Regions from separate parts of the Rattus norvegicus genome. Here region 1 is linked to region 2. A link is a contact called in public Hi-C data. All regions are on one chromosome and are shown on one strand. Each heading gives the region's core, a stretch centred on a gene start, on an enhancer-like site or on the middle of the called end of the contact. The rest is flanking DNA. Distances are from core to core; before and after follow the strand shown.

Evidence for each region. A called contact is a pair of places that touch in the nucleus more often than the background predicts.
Region 1: a Hi-C map of Schwann cells shows a contact between it and region 2, with 7 times the contacts expected there. The contact joins the promoter of Map3k9 here to the promoter of Ttc9 in region 2. A contact is called at or near these places in 11 of 12 Hi-C or Micro-C datasets (the A7r5 cell line, the Rat2 cell line, Schwann cells and 6 more) and 1 of 1 datasets of contacts at active chromatin or transcription factors (oligodendrocytes).

What each region holds. Positions count from the first base shown.
Region 1 is chr6:107,218,495-107,221,521 of GRCr8, forward strand. Map3k9 (mitogen-activated protein kinase kinase kinase 9) reads right to left here and starts at 1,567. Exons shown (of 11, transcript NM_001100872.1): 1 at 1,149-1,567. The coding sequence starts at 1,533.
Region 2 is chr6:107,063,154-107,065,853 of GRCr8, forward strand. It overlaps Ttc9 (tetratricopeptide repeat domain 9), which reads left to right and starts at 1,374. Exons shown (of 3, transcript NM_001134731.1): 1 at 1,374-1,853. The coding sequence starts at 1,451.

The sequences.
Region 1 (3,027 bases), core at 317-2,816, 160 kb after region 2:
GGCGAAAATTTAAAACTAAACACTCAAAGTCAGCCATTTGTAATGGCTTCTTATTTTAATCAAGTAGGATGCAAAGTACATAAGACGAGAAATAAACTATTACCGTATATAGTACGAGGGCCTTCTAACTGGAGTTACAGAAACACTTAAATGCTATCAACTGCACTTGGAGAGACTCCCATCTTCTACAACAACCAAGAATATACAAGCGATTAAGTAATTACAATGGCAATTTAACTCAAAAAAAAAAAAAAAGAGAGAGAGAGAGAGAGAGAGAGAGAGAGAAACATTTCTTTAGGAGCATGGAACAAAGGGTTCCTGGGAAATTGGTGAAAACCAGGACACAGGGAGAAAGAGCCTGGGAGGGAACCCTGGTTCTGGCCCCCCTGAGATTTGGCCAATGCCAAATATAGGCAAGGATCTAGGGTGAAAAAAAAATGTGTTGTGTGAACAGTATGACTGTAAGGGACAAGGACTTAGCCACTGTACCTGCTGATCCTGAACTCCCACGAGGGACAGACATACTTTCTCCCTCTAATCATTTCTCCACTCATAACTTTGCCCCCTCCCCCACCTACACACCTTTCCTAACATATTCTTCGGCGAGACTCCTCAGGTACAACTTTGAGATACAGTATGAGAACCCGAGAAATCAACACGAGATTTCAAAGGCACCTGACTCTTGAGTTCACACATGCTTCCGGGACTTGTGAACCTGCCCAGGCAAGCGGGAGACACCTCCACTTCTCTCTGGACACATACCTTTAAGAGGCGGAGACAAGCGACAGAAAAGGTCCGCCGGGTCCTTGATTAGGGAACTAAGGTTACTGATGACAGTAACCACCTGCTCTCCAAAACCCTTCTAGATCTGGAGGGGAACAGGAGGGAGAGGAAGGGGTTGGGACGTAAGGAGACTCGGGTTAGGGTTTCAAGAGTTGCTACTTGCGCGAGTCAGATGAAGGTGAAGAAGCCCAGTGTTCCAGGCAGGGCCTGCGACTCTAGAGCTTCTGGGTAGCACCAGCTAAAGTCCCTGTAGTCCCGGTGCCCACCCATGCCCGGGCCAGTCGCTCTCCCCCCGGGACTGCTCCTCGCCCACCCTTAGGCCTCACCCTCCCGTCCCCACCGGGTACCGGTGCCCGCCTTCTTACGCTGAATGGGCGGGTAGCAGCTGGGGTCCTCCGTGCCCGGCTGGCAGCGACTGGAGAAGGCGCTGCGCGGGGTCACGTAGTTGCTGGGGAAGATGCCCACCCGCTGGTTCAGCTGTCCGGTCCACCAGCCCTCATCGCCGGACACCTGAGAGTCCTTGGACAGCACCTCTACCACATCGCCCAGCCGCAGGGTCAGCTCGTCCTCTCCTGCCGCCTCGTACTCGAACACAGCCGTCCAGTAGGGCAGCGTGGCATGAGATCCCAGCTCGGCCGCCGCCTCCTCTTCGTCTTCCTCCTCTTCGGCCCCAGCACCGGTGGCATCCTCCCCCGGCGGGGCCGCAGCGGCGCTCGCCAGGCAGCCGAGAAGCGATCTGGAGGACTCCATGGAGCGGCCGGTCCATAGGGTGCGGGGCGGCCGCCCGCGGGAGCCGCCGCCGCCTATTGTTCATGCGGCTCGGCAGCGCTGGGGGCTCCGCGCCCCGGACGGCCGCCGCAGGTAGGGCCGGAGCAGGGTAGGCGCGCGAGAGTCGAGGACGCCCGGTGCGCACCGCGAGCGCGCACCGCGGACAGGGGCGCGGTGCAGTGCCCGCCGCCTGGCGCCCCCGCGGGCGGCCTCGCCCCTCGGCGGCTCCCACCTGCTCGTGCCGCCCGTGCCCGCCGCCCGCTGGCCGCTCCCTCCCCGCCCCGCCCCATGCGCCCCGCCTCCCGCACGCCCGGGACCACCTGACGCGAATCTGGCTCCGCCCCAGCCCTGCGGACCCGGGGGCAGGGCCTCCGGGATGGACCCGCCTCCACAGCCACTCCGTCCTCCCATTGGCCCGCAGCGGCTGTCCGTCTCCTGAGGATAGCTGAGGCCTCATTGGGTGGCTCCCGAAGGTGAGACCGAGTGTGGGTCCGAGAGGGCTGCAGAGCCCTGTCTTTGTCTGCGCCGGTTGGTCCTACGGGCTGCGCCAGTTCCTGGTTCAGATGACCAAGCTCTTGGATCTGCTGTTCCCCTGGTCAGCCCTGGGGACCAGCCTATGTACCCTGCCGCCGCAACGCACACTGACACTCCGGAACCTTATGGCTTGAAATGGAAGAACTCTTTCGATTGCTCTGCTGGCCTTAATGAAGACTGTGTTCATCTTTGTAAGAGGAGATTCCTGGCCATTGTTATTAGAATTACGAAAGGGGAGGTCACCTAGTGGTGCTTCCGCAGGCTAGGGGAGTCGTGCGGAACCAGCTAGTTTGCGCTTGCCTTGTGGAGCTGGCTGTATCTAGGACCCTGGTGACAGGCTACACAGATCCCATCAAGGACTAAAGCAGAGTAAAGGCGGGTGCTGCCTGCCACTCTTGGGCAAGGGCTGACCTACGCTATGTCCTTTTGTTATCTCCCCCACCCTCAACCCCACCCCCGCCAAGATTGAGGAAGAGCAAAAAGACCTTAACCTCTCTTACATGCTTTGAAGCCTGTCATAGCAATGGCTTCCATATTTCAAAACAGCCATGGTATCTACCAAACCTTTTCCAAGACAGGAATAGATGTGATTTGTTTAGCAAGAATTAGTGTTTCATTGTTTATTTGTTCATTTGTGGTTTTGAAGCAAGATCTTACTGGGTAGCCCAGGCTGGCCTCTCACAGTCTCTGGGGATGGAGACCCGGAAGTAAATTCCCTAACGTGTTCAAGTTTATAGGAGGATCTAACACGTTCAGTTCTCGGGAGGGTCAGTAAACTGGAAAAGATGTGCATACGATTCTCTGAGGTTAAGATGAAGCCACTCTACCTGCAAGAGGGTGAGAGAGGGGAAAATAGTGTTGTTTTTTTTTTTTCTTTTTTTTTGGAGCTGGGGACCGAACCCAGGGCCTTGTGCTTGCTAGGCAAGCGCTCTACCACTGAGC
Region 2 (2,700 bases), core at 124-2,623:
CCGGAAGCACGGCTTGCTGGATCCAAGGCTGGGGTTCTGTTGTAGACAGTCTGGACTATATGACCTTAGAGTTTGCATATTATAATTTCCAGGAGATGTTGATGCCGCAGAGCTGGGAACCACCCTTTGAAAATCACATCATTGGAGCATTCTTTCTCTCTCCTTGCATCACTAAAAATGTGTGTCTCCTTTTCGTTGATTACAAACTCAGATCCAAACGTTTCACCCAGAAACCTAGACATCTTTCACTCCCATGGCCACAAAGTCAAAGATTAGGTCTTGAATACACCTGAGGTGTCGAACATCTCAGCTCAGTGAGCTTTCCTAGCTTTGGCTAATAGGTTACACTCTCCCCATGCCCATCCTTCAGGGTCTTCAAATGTTATCCCCATAAGCCTTCCCCAGAGCTCCACAGAACCTTCTTGATTGCTAGTAGGGAGTGTATCTTCCAGCAGTAAAATGGGTTCTTTGGGGGTGCGGAGGCCGGGGGGGGGGGAGCGGGTAACTTGCCTGTTTTCATCTGCCCGTGTGGCTCAGCCAATCTCCAGCGTACAGCTGATACCTTGACTGACAGAGTAAAAGAATGAAGGAAGGAGCCTCCCCAGTAAGGGCGCGGAACTGTCCAGTAATGGAAACTGGAACCCTGTGCCCGCGAAGCCGATGACCAACAGTAACAGGTGTTCCCATCTCCGCTTCTGTGATTCATTCTGCATAGCTGCGCACGCACATAGCGTAAGCACACACAGTCTCCCGGAATACAACGCCAGGCACGCAGACGTGCACCCAGTGTCCTGGGCGCCCGGGAGACACACCTCAGAGACAACCTGGATTCACAAAAGGGAGGCCCTGCCACCTAAAATAGTAATGTCTTACTGCAAACAAAACAAGCAATGGATCCTGCTTATTTTCCTTGCTCCCTGGCGCACCTTTCTCTTTAGTCCTAAAGAAAGCTATTGAGGTGACCCCCCCCCCAACTCCCAAGTCCTCCCCCACACGCACCCCTCCCCCACAGCTTCGTTCGGCCACGGCGTGCCTCGGAAGGCTGGATGAATGGGAACCAGGGGGCCCTCTTTGTCGCTAATCCTCCCCTCCTTTGAGCAAGCCCAGCTTCTTCCGGGTCAGCGACAATCACCACCACCCCAGTCGGGCCGGCTGTCCCCTGCACCAGGGCCAGGCTCGCACTGGGTCCGGTAGCCCGCGGGGGCAGGTTGCGGGAGCAGAAAAGGGCGGGGACGAGGGCGGGCGCCGAGGGAGCGGGGGAGGGAGCTCGGAGCCGAGAGATCGCAGGAGGAGGGAGCAGCCTCGGGCGGCTGGCGACGAGGATGGGAGTGCGGGGCGAGCGCACGGCGCCCAGGGTCACGGCCACGGCGGAGTCTGCGGGGCGCGAAGCCAGCGCCCGGCGCTTTTAAAGCCCGGATCGCGGCGCGCTCGAGGCGCGGGCGGCGGCCGGATGGAGAGGAAGGGCTTGGCAGCCCGAGCCTCAGGGAACCCTAGCCCGCCCGCGCTCGGTGAGGGACCGCGGCCCGGGCCGCCACCGTGCGTCCCGAGCGGCGGAGGGGCCCCGGAGCGGGGCCAGGCTGGAGCGGCGGCCGAGCCCGCGGAGCTTATCCGGCGCGCGCACGAGTTTAAGAGCCAAGGGGCGCAGTGCTACAAGGACAAGAAATTCCGCGAAGCCATCGGCAAATATCACCGGGCGTTGCTGGAGCTGAAGGGGTTGCTGCCGCCCCCGGGGGAGCGGGAGCGGGACGCACGGCCAGCCTCCCCGGCAGGGATTCCCAAAGCCAGCCGCCTCTCGGAGGAACAGAGCAAGACGGTTGAAGCCATTGAGATCGACTGTTACAACAGCCTGGCAGGTAAGCCGCGCCCCGCCGCACCCCCTCCCCTCCTTTCCCGGGCCTCCGGGGGCCCCGCCCGGCCACGCGTCCGGTCCCCAGCTTTTCCCGACCTAGTCTCTCTGGGTCCCAGAGCGCCTTTGAGGTACATCGTGGTGCAGACTCCCTCCCGTGACAGTGGTGCTCTGGGGAGGAAATCTGGGAGGGAGGCGCTTGAGAAAAAGTGTGACTTTCAAGACGATGCCTTCCAAAGGCCATAGTCATCTTGAGTCTCTTCCCTTGCAAACATGGTAAATCTTTCCTATAAATGACTGGGCAGACAAAGGGCGACTCAGCGGGTCTGTCAGCGACTACTACTGCTCACTTGGGTTCAGACTGAAGAGATAGCACCCAAGTGTGCCCCCAGAAGCCATGGGCTCTAAGGACAGCCCATGCACCTGTCTGCCTCACTCTGCTGTCACTGGCTCCAAAGTTGGCCTAGGTCTTCCCTTAAGTAAGCATCCAGGTAGAAACAGGCCTTCCTTCAAGTTCTCCTGCCCCAGTAGCAAAAAGATTTTTTTTTTTCAGGATGTCTTCAGCATCCTGAGTAAAATGGATTCCAAAAATGTCACTTTCTTCTCTTTCCTGTTCGTTGCACCAGTAGTCTCAGGGCTCTGAGTTCATGGTTGGTCCTTAGCCCTGCTGAATTCTTAGTCTCCTGCCCAAGGCTCTTCTGTTGGGCTGAAGGTGTACAGTCCATGGTGCACTTTAGGGATGAGGCGTAAGAGTGTGTGTGTGTGTGTGTGTGTGTGTGTGTGTGTGTGTGTGTGTGTGTTAGAGAAAATTTAAAGCCTGTAAAAAAGAAAAACTCTGAGGACTTCTGTGAAAT